Regions from separate parts of the Mus musculus genome. Here regions 1 and 3 are each linked to region 2. Evidence: chromatin contacts called from public promoter capture Hi-C data. All regions are on one chromosome and are shown on one strand. The core of a region is the stretch at or near the end of the contact, and the rest is flanking DNA. Distances in the headings are between cores, read along the strand shown.

Region 1 (3,183 bases), core at 465-2,964, 2.2 Mb after region 2:
CACAGTTTTTATTTTTTAATTTAAAAATACATTTATATTTCCTATTATTATTATTATTTATTTTTTGAGACAAGGTTTTTCATTGTAGCCTTGGCTGTCCTGGAAGTCACTCTGTAGACCAGGCTGGCCTAGAACTCAGAGATCTGACTGCCTCTGTCTCCTAAACACTGGGATCAAAGCTGTGTGCCAACACCTTTATTTTAACTACATGTGTTTGGGTGTTTTGCCTGCGTGTGTGTCTATGGACCATGTGTCTGCAGTGCCCACAGAAGCTGTTGGATCCCCTAGGACTGGAGTTACAGTTGGCTCTGAGCCCCTGTGTGGGTGCTGAAAGTCAAACCTTGATCCTCTGGAAAACCGGCCTCTCCAGCTTACTTACATGTTACACTACATTTACTTATTCATTATTTGTGCATAGATGCAGATGAGCACCATGACAGGCATGTAGAGGTCAGAGGACAGCCTTTCCAGAATTAAGATAGATGGTGGGAGCTGGAGAGATGACCCAATTGTTAAGAGCACCGATTGTTCTTGCAGAGGACCTGGAGAAAGGAGAATTGAGGGCCAGCACAGGCTACATAGTAAGACCCTACTTCCAAACAGGTAAAAATCTGTCTTCCATGTTAAGATATTGGTGTTAGTATTTACCTAAGTGATCAGCTAATGCTAACTTTGGGGAAGACAGTATCAGTGTTTATAGCTAACAAAGTACAACAGAAGGAGCCATTTAGTAAAATACCCTTTAACCTTTTTTTTTTTTTTTTTTTTTCCGAGACAGGGTTTCTCTGTGTAGCCCCGGCTGTTCTGAAACTCACTTTGTAGACCAGGCTGGCCTCAAACTCAGAAATCCGCCTGCCTCTGCCTCCTGAGTGCTGGGATTAAAGGCGTGCACCACTACGCCCGGCCTTTTATTTTTTGTTTTTGTTCTAACCTTTAAATAATCAGGGGGTTTGTTTCCTGTTTTCTATCTTTCCTGCTATGGGGCATAGTGAAAGCATTAACCTTGAAGACAAAAGTACCTGGTTCTAGGACGGTGGCCTTGTTATAGGAATGTCCCGACTTCAGTATGAACCTCAATGGAGTTTTTGCATTGAAACAAAGTCTCCAGTATCTCTGGCTGGTCTCAAACTCACAATGTAGCTAAAGATGACCTTGGACTTCTGATCCTTCTGTCTTCACCTGAAGAGTTGTTAGTGTTACAGATGTGGGCCAAGGTGCCTGGTTTAATGAAGTGCTGGAGATGAACTCAGGGCTTCCTGTATAGTAGGCTAGCCCTCTACCAACTAAGCTACATCAACCATCCTTATGTCATGAGTTAATAGATGATCTATGGGGTGATGTCAACATCTATGCACGTCTGATTTTGTACAATTGACACAGACTTTGGTGAGTGAAAATATCATTACAGTTGCTTTCTTTTTTTTTTTTTTAAGATTTATTTATTATATGTAAGTACACCACTGTAGCTGTCTTCAGACATTCCGGAAGAGGGCGTCAGATCTCATTATGGATGGTTGTGAGCCACCATGTGGTTGCTGGGATTTGACTCAGGACCTTTGGAAGAGCAGTCAGCGCTCTTACCGGCTGAGCCATCTCACCAGCCCATACAGTTGCCTTCTTGAAGAGACGCGCAGGCACAGCACTAACACAGGACCCTCCTCCTGCTAGCTCCACCCCCTTCTAGAGGCCTGCATGCCTGCTATTGGTTCCTCTGCCCGCCGTCGGTTGCCGTGGAGACTCGGCGCTGCGGCCCTGCGCTCATGGCGCTGTACCATCTCTTCTCTCACCCAATCGAGCGCGCTTACCGCGCGGGGCTCTGCTCCAAGGCCGCGCTCTTCCTGCTGTTGACCACCGCGCTCACCTACATCCCCCCGCTGCTGGTGGCCTTCCGGAGCCACGGTGAGCCTGCCCGGGCCTGGAGGGCCACACGGCGCGGCCGGCGGGCCCAGGCCGGCAATCCTAACCTGGCTCCCCCCAACCCGCCTTGTCTCCCGCAGGGTTTTGGCTGAAGCGGAGCAGCTACGAGGAGCAGCCGAACGTGCGCTTCCAGCACCAAGTGCTGCTCGTGGCTCTCCTGGGGCCGGAGCCTGAAGCCTTCCTCGCCTGGAGCACGTTCCCCACCTTCAACCGGCTGCAGGGGGCTCACCTGCGCGTCCCGCTCGTGTCGGTGCGTGGTTCCCGCCCGGATCCTGGGGGTGATAGGATGGAGTGAGATCCCAGTTTGGGTCATTTGACCGGGTGTGAGAGCAGAGTCTCGTGTATCCCAGGCTTGCCTTAAACTATATAGCCAAAGTCGTCTTTCAACAACTGATACTCGGCCTTCACCTTCCCAGTGCCGGGGATTCGCTATGCAACGCCCTGCTGGGGTATATGGGGTGCTGGGAATCAAACCCAAGGCTTTGTGCTTGCATGCAAGGACTTAACCACTGAGCCACTCTCAGTCCCACAGCTTGGATCTTAAGGAGCCACGAGGGTTGGAAACAAAAGTCCCTTTGGCCTGCGCATGCTTAACTTTCTAGATAGTTTTATTCAGTTTCTCCAGGTTTCCCTAGAAAGGCAGCCGTGCAGGCACTGTGTTTGCCGGACAACAAGAGTCCAGAGCCTGTTTCTGGTGCTGGTCATTTTCTGAATGGAAAGGTGGCTGAAGAAAAAACCCCTTTGAGGGCTTGTAGGCGGAGTTCTGTACACCCCAGTACGCTGCTGAGTTTGAACATCACCAAGCTGTAAAGACAGAAAGTACCAGTGTTTTTATGCAGACTTGATGCGGGGTAGGGCGGGGCAAGCGGTGATTGGTTGAATTCTCAGGTCCTGCTCTAGCCAAGCCACGCCTGTCTGGGTTAGGCTTCTCAACTCTTTGCCACACTGCAGCTGTCTCCTGTGTAAGGGAAACATTTTACTGGCTGCAGTTTAGTGTTTACTTTCGCATAAATCAAGTGCTTCCTTACGGTCATCCCTTGCCGTTCATATAATGACATGGGCAGAGTGATGACTTTAACTAGGTGTTTGTTAGTAAATATTTTGTTTCTAACCTCCACCTGAGGCAGGATTGCCCCCCCCCTTCCCTGACCTATACAGCAAGCTCAGGGCTATTCAGTCTCAAAAGCGTAGCGCTGGCATGTAAAGTCAAAAGACAACTTGGAGGGGTCAGTTCCCTCCTGTCACTGTCCCGGGAATCCAGCTTGG
Region 2 (3,255 bases), core at 385-2,884:
ACCACCTTATTCATGTCAACATAGAGCCTGAGAATGTGGTGTTATTCAGAAATGGGTTCTTTGCAGATGTAAGTAGTTAAGGCTCTTGAGATTGCACCATCCTGAATGTAGGGAGAACTCCCAATCCAACAACAGGTGTCTTTGAAGGAAGAGGCTATAGACATAGATGTACACACACACACACACACACACACACACACACACACACACACACACACAGAGAGACAGACAGACAGACAGACAGATGGGAATGGGGACCCAAAATCTGCTGCTATAAGCCAAGGATGATCGAAAGTTACCAGAAGCTGGAAGGGGCAATGGAACATCCCCAGAGACTTCTGATTGTGTGCCTGCTAATACCTTGATTATGGACTTCAGACCTGATTATGGGTCCTTCAGACCCAAGAGAGGCTAATTGCTATTCCTCAAGTCATCCAGTTGGTAGGACTTTGTCACAGTGGCTGTAGAAAGTGTAACATTAGTTCTCACTATTCCGCAGTATGACTGTGCAAAACCAGATGTTTAGGTCAGCCAGAACTCATTCCATCTCAAAAGCTGGGTGGAGCCGGGTGCGGTAACTAGCTCACACCTGCAACCTCCTAGTGCTTGGAGAAGCTGAGGCAGAACGACTACCGAAAGTTTGAGATCAGCCTGGGCTACCCATCATCTCCTGGAGCCTCGAGAAGTCCTCATCTGTAACTTGCTCGAGGGTAGCCGTGCAGGTAAAGTGGCCAGTTCATGAACAAGGTGGCCCTGAGCTGTGAGTGTTAATCACTAGCGCATCCTTAACAAGCCTTTGGTTAGAGGGGTTTGCTTATTCTCAAACACCGCCCCCCCCCCCCACAAGCCCCATCCCATCCATGTGACAGAGAGCTGGCTGCAAACCAATCAAATGTCCTGGAAAGGGCCAATGAAAGCTGGCACACAGTACAGCTGATACTCACAGGCCTCTGTCCAGAAAAGACAATTAGCCAGCCAAAGAGGAAGAAGGCTTTTAAACAACCCCTAGAACTGCCCAGAGGCAGCAGGAAAATAAAAGTCTAATTGTGTCGAGACAATACCATCAAAATAGGAGCAGGGCTGGCCCATTCTGTGTTGAGTTCTCAGAACAGCCTTGTAGTACTGAGGCCAGGCTGGGAGCAGCAATGCCTTGAGCAAGAACCTCGGTTATGGGTGGAAGAAGCCACCCAGGAACTTGAACTCTGTTTGGCTGATGCATAACTGTCTGGCCATGTTGGGGTTCTGAGGTTCCGCTGTGGGGGTTCCTGAAGAGTGACTCGGATTGGCAAAAGGGAAACGCTGTGACCCTGGGAGATGAGGACACGCCTGCGCGTGTGTGAATCTTGTTAGGTGAAAACCCCAACTCTGTCCCCAGGAGCAGAAGAGCAAAGTTCCGGCTGGAGGGGAGCCCTGAGGAGCCTGAACTGCAGGGTGGATAGATAGGGCCTGTGCAATGATCAGAGCCCGGCTTGGTCAGGCTCCGGTGCTTGGAGCCGGAGAGCTTTACCTGACAGGCTCCGGGAGTCCACAAGGTCGCGACATCAGCCCTGCAGTACTTCCTCTTACTAGCAGCAGGAGACTTCGGGAAGCAAATAGTTCTGACGCGCATGCGCTTAGTAGCCCCAGCTAGGAATGAGGGCGGGGACTTTTCAGGGAGGAGAGGCTGAGGGCGGGGCCCTTCAAAGACGCCCGAAGTGCTAGGGGCGGGGCCTATAGGTAGGGCGTGTTCGGGGCGGAGTTAGGTCCGAAGGTGGTGCTGACCGGATTTAAAGTGTTGAATACACTAAAAAAAAAAAAAAAAAAAAAAGATTGCTGTCTAGTAGCGTGGGCTTCTTCAAAACCATGGAGCATGTGAGAAAATTTGCAATAAGCAGTTGTAAAAAGTACTTAATTTTAAAAAATTAAAAATTAATTACGCTTGCCGGGCATGGTGGTACATGCCTTTAATCCCAGCACTTGGGAGGTAGGGGCAGGCAGATTACTCTTGAGTTCCAGGGCAGCCTGGTCTACAAAGTGAGTTCTGGGACAGCCAGGACTGTTACATAGAGAAACACCGTGTCTTGAAAAACCAAACAAAAACGAAAACCAAAAACCAAAAACAAAACATTTTATTTACTAGTGTGTGTGTGTGTGTGTGTGTGTGTGTGCGCGCGTGTGTGTGTGTGTGTGTGTGTGTGTGTGTGTGTGCGCGCGCGTGTGTGCGTGCGTGTGTGTGTGTGTGTGTGTGTGTGTGTGTGTGTGTGTGTGTGTGCTACAGAATATGTATGAAGATCAGAGGACAACTTTCAGGAGCCAGTTCTCTCCTTCCACCCTGTGAGTTCCAGGAATGAAACTCAGGTAGGTAGGCTCAGAGGCTGGGAGGGGAAAAGGAGGCTGGGTGGAGAGTTGGGGGCTTGGAAAACCAGGCCGAGCTCCTCACTCCTGGCCAAAAGAGAGTGTCTAACATGTAGCTCTCCACACCTCCACCCCCACCCCAGTATCAATGTCTCCAGTGTCCTGCTGCAATGCAGACTGCCCAGAAGCACACACCTACTAAGTCCCAGGAGGGTGGCAGGTCCCCAGTGTAGGTAGATGCTGCTGTCTGACACCTGCACCTGTTTTCAGGGATGAACTGCCTAGCAATGGGAGAGCTCCATCACCTCACACAGAGCTGAGAGAGAGTGTGAGCTGAGCGGGGAGGCTGGCCGGAACTGAGACTGGGGGGGGGGGGGGAGAGGGGAGCAAGGCAGGCTTCTCCAAAGACTGGCATAGTGTCTGACACACAAACTTAATGATGGGCTTTACAATTCATATATCCTTCCCTAATGTCACACATGAGTACAATGTATCTATTGTAAGTGATTACAATAACACCCACCTTCCATACCCCTCCATTTTCCTCCCAGAACCCCCAACCACATCTGCCTCCCCAATTCATGTCTTCTACTTCTTTTTTATTTTTCTTTTCTTCTCTTAAAATTCAAAGAAATTGAATGTAAAATTAAGTAATATATAAGAATGAGTCAAAAACTGAATTCATCCCTACATCAGTATAGTAAAAAAATATAATTCATTGTATATTATATTATTTTTTTAATGAAAGAATAATTCCATAAAAACAAGAGTACTCAGAACTCATGAGAATCCCATTATAGCTAAGGGAACAGTTGTACCACAGTTCCCGAGATTTTACATTTATTTTTATTTATGTATATAGGTATGTCTGTTTGTATGCATGCTAGAATTATAGACATATAAGCAGCCTGATGTGCATTC
Region 3 (3,245 bases), core at 280-2,779, 2.1 Mb after region 2:
CACAAAGCAACTTTCCTCTTTATATAGAAGTACATTCAGTTAAGCCAAAATACGGAAAGTAAACTGACCTGCCATGCCATTCACATAGTTTATATTGAGTAAGACCAGAATATAGGCAATATCTTAAAATGAACGGCCAGGGGCCTTTTCTCAAATAAAAAAGATGGAGGATGAGAAGAAGAGGAGGAGGAGGAGGAGGAGGCGCAAGAAGAGGTGGAGGAAAAGGAGAAAAGGAGAGGAGGAAGGAAGGAAGGAAAAAGGGGGAAGGGAAAATATCTTTGAAATTTCTGAAAACAGAAACAGGTTACCCTGTTACCTCCTGGGTATGGTGGGTAGGAAGGGTAGAAGATTTCCATATATACTGTACTGTGTTCCTTTTGAACACAGAGCCGTTTTTGTAAACTAGTTACTGTTCCGTAGTCTCAGTCACTCCGAAGGCAGGAGAATATTTCAGGCATAGAGTTTGGGGACAGCCTGGGCGACACAGCGAAGAGACTCAAGTTCCCCGCCCTCCCAAACCCAAATCCATCAACGAACAAACATCCAGTCAACGGGAAGGAAAAGTTAAATGAAAAGACAAATTAAAACCAGAAAACAAGGGATAAGAGGAAACGGTGCACTTTCGCTTCGGACCTCAACAGAGAAGAGGGGCTGAGCTATGCCACCCACGGCGCCCAAAAAGACGCTCGCTGACAGGCAGGCAGCCCCGCCCCCCGGAGCCCCGAAGGTGCCGGCCTCACCTCCGCTATCCGCGGCCTCGGGGTCCTGCTCCGCCTTCCGTTTGAGCTTCTGGGAGGACGGGCTGACCGGGGCGTTCCCGAGCAGGTACTTGTGCTCCTGACCCCGTAGGTGCTTGAGGTAGCGGTCCTTGAGCGACTGCCAGGAGTGCTGCGTGAGCGAGCTCTTCTCCATCGCTTTCCACAAGGCATTGCCTGTGACCGAGCTGGGCGAACGGGCGTTCTCCTTCACGTAGGTCAGGATGGCCACATCTTCCGCGTCGGTGTAGGCGATGCGCCCGGTCAGGGGCTGCGGCTCCGGTTCCGTGGAGCCCTCGGTGGAAGCCCCGGGCTTCGGATCGGACGCCTGCTCCGTCAGGCCCAGCCGATAGGCCTCCAGGTCCAGCTTCTCGTTGCGATCCACGCAGTCTAGGATGTACTGCGTGGAGATGAAGTCGCCCGAAGCCTCGGCCAGCGCCTCCCCGGGCTGGGCGAGAAGCACGGCTCCGGGTTCCTGCACCCGACACACGGTGCCGCCGCCGTGCAGGATGAGCGTCGACAGCCGGCGCTTGGCCGAGCTGGGCCGCACGTAAAACGACATGGCGCTGCCGTCTTCTCTCACGAACAGAGTGGAGGAGTGAGTGGGCCCATTGGGGTCTTTACCCAGATCCATCGCCTCCGCCATACCTGTCGCCCCGCTGTACAAGTAAAGCGCAGAAACGACACCACTAAGACGGACTCTCCGCCGGAGGAGCCCAGCACTGCGCCTGCGCAGCGAGAGTCCGGCCGAGGGCCCGCCCTCTTTCCCGGAAGAGGCAGGACTTAGAGCCACGACCTGGAAGTTCTAGTTCTACGCTAGTCATAATTTTTTTTTTTCTGGGTCGGGCCAGTGGGGAAGATGGCCACGCTGCAGGAGAGTGAAGTCAAAGTGGATGGCGAGCAGAAACTAAGCAAGAAGTAAGTGTCGTTGAAGATCTCTAAGTGTCTCTTGTTGCAGTGTTCCGATGGGAAGTGCCTGGAGTTTTCCCGCCAAGGCGACTGTGCCTGGGGTCCCTCTTGTCTTTTCCGGTGGGTGAGCACATGCTGGGACAGAGATGCAGTGCCGTAGAACCTACAGCCTCCAGGATGCCCCAGGAGGATCAACTGCGTGGCTGATGGGTTCCCTGGTCCTAGCCGTAGGGACGAGCATACCTAGGGAAAGCCAGCACAGAAACCGGGAATGGTAGCAAAGAAAAGTGAAACTAACTTTTCCCTACCTTCTAAGAAATGCTCTTTTAATTGAACCACTCCCCCAACGGATAGACTGGAAAATGGTTAAATATCTTTGTTCTTAAAAGAAGAACCTTTACATTATCCTTGGCCTATCCAAGGTTATTCTGCACCTTGGGTGTTAAAAGGGGGTACGTTCTGAAACAATAGTGTACCTACCCATATGTGTCACTCAAAGGATCTGTGACACGGGAGCAAGTGGCCTTATTTAGCGGGATACACCAGGCTCCCTTTGCACTGCTGGGGGTATCTTTGTAAAACACTCCAAATCCCAGAATTGAGTAGGCAGATAAGATTACCCTCCCTTTAACTGGTTGCTTTTAGGACTACACTCTAGTCCACTTGACCCACAGAACACTAGCAATGACTTGAATGTCTTCTTAGTGCCTGGAACTACATAGTACCCTCCAAAGCTGTAGGAAATAACTAGTTTAAGCTGTCACATACCATGGCTGCTTTCGTTAGTACCCTAGCAATAAATAAATCCCCTTATTGATCCCCGAGGGAAATACCAGAAACCTTCTAGATAATAACTGGGTTTCCTTTTTATGGCTGTGTTTCTGCTTTGTGTGGTTTAGAAGGATTTTAAAGAAAATGTTTAAATTTATGGGTTGCAGGCTCCCTGGTTGGTTGTCCTTTGTGTGAGCAGTTTAGTGGATTCCTTAGCGGAGGATGGGTGAGTTTATTAAATCAGTAGTTGGAATTTTGAGTCACAAGCGAAAGAAAGTACCTCAGTTTTCAGGTAATTTAAGGAAGCCTTACTGCTGCTTTCAAGTCACTTTTCTTTCTTTCTTTTCTTTTTTTTTTTGGTTTTTCGAGACAGGATTTCTCTGTGTAGCCCTGGCGCCCTGGCTGTCCTGGAACTCACTTTGTAGACCAGGCTGGCCTCGAGCTCAGAAATCTGCCTGCCTCTGCCTCCCTAGTGCTGGGATCAAAGGTGTGCACCACCACACCCAGCCCTCAAGTTACTTTTCTTAAATATACCTTTGACTTTAATTTACCCGTTAAACACCACGCTGGCACTATACAAACTTTGTCTAATCTCAGTAGTAATCTTGCAAGAGAAATGTTCATGCCCACATTTCCAAGTCAGAAACTACGGCCCTGGGTTTATGAGAAAATGGGAGTTCCCAGCGGTTGTGGGTGTGGCTTAATGGCTGCTTCCATGCACAAGGCTCTTGATTTCCGGGGTACTGCTAATGAAAATATATGTTCCTCGTGTGCTTCCTAGCATTGCTCTGAAGCACTGGGACAGATATC

Evidence for each region. Promoter capture Hi-C pulls out the DNA fragments that hold promoters and counts their contacts.
Region 1: a promoter capture Hi-C map of pre-B cells shows a contact between it and region 2, with 4 times the contacts expected there. The contact joins the promoter of Tmem231 here to the promoter of Nudt7 in region 2. A contact is called at or near these places in 1 of 39 promoter capture datasets (pre-B cells), 2 of 484 Hi-C or Micro-C datasets (B cells and regulatory T cells) and 2 of 115 datasets of contacts at active chromatin or transcription factors (astrocytes and pro-B cells).
Region 3: a promoter capture Hi-C map of pre-B cells shows a contact between it and region 2, with 5 times the contacts expected there. The contact joins the promoter of Kars here to the promoter of Nudt7 in region 2. A contact is called at or near these places in 2 of 39 promoter capture datasets (the C10 cell line and pre-B cells), 2 of 115 datasets of contacts at active chromatin or transcription factors (astrocytes and large pre-B cells) and 2 of 9 other capture datasets (adipose tissue and liver).

Annotation. Positions count from the first base shown.
Region 1 is chr8:111,932,344-111,935,526 of GRCm38.p6, reverse strand. Tmem231 (transmembrane protein 231) reads left to right here and starts at 1,714. Exons shown (of 7, transcript NM_001033321.2): 1 at 1,714-1,899; 2 at 1,998-2,167. The coding sequence starts at 1,761.
Region 2 is chr8:114,131,953-114,135,207 of GRCm38.p6, reverse strand. It overlaps Nudt7 (nudix (nucleoside diphosphate linked moiety X)-type motif 7), which reads right to left and starts at 1,634. Exons shown (of 4, transcript NM_024437.4): 1 at 1,508-1,634. The coding sequence starts at 1,542.
Region 3 is chr8:112,009,638-112,012,882 of GRCm38.p6, reverse strand. Kars (lysyl-tRNA synthetase) reads left to right here and starts at 1,529. Exons shown (of 14, transcript NM_053092.3): 1 at 1,529-1,673. The coding sequence starts at 1,615. Terf2ip (telomeric repeat binding factor 2, interacting protein) reads right to left here and starts at 1,524. Exons shown (of 3, transcript NM_020584.2): 1 at 741-1,524. The coding sequence starts at 1,401.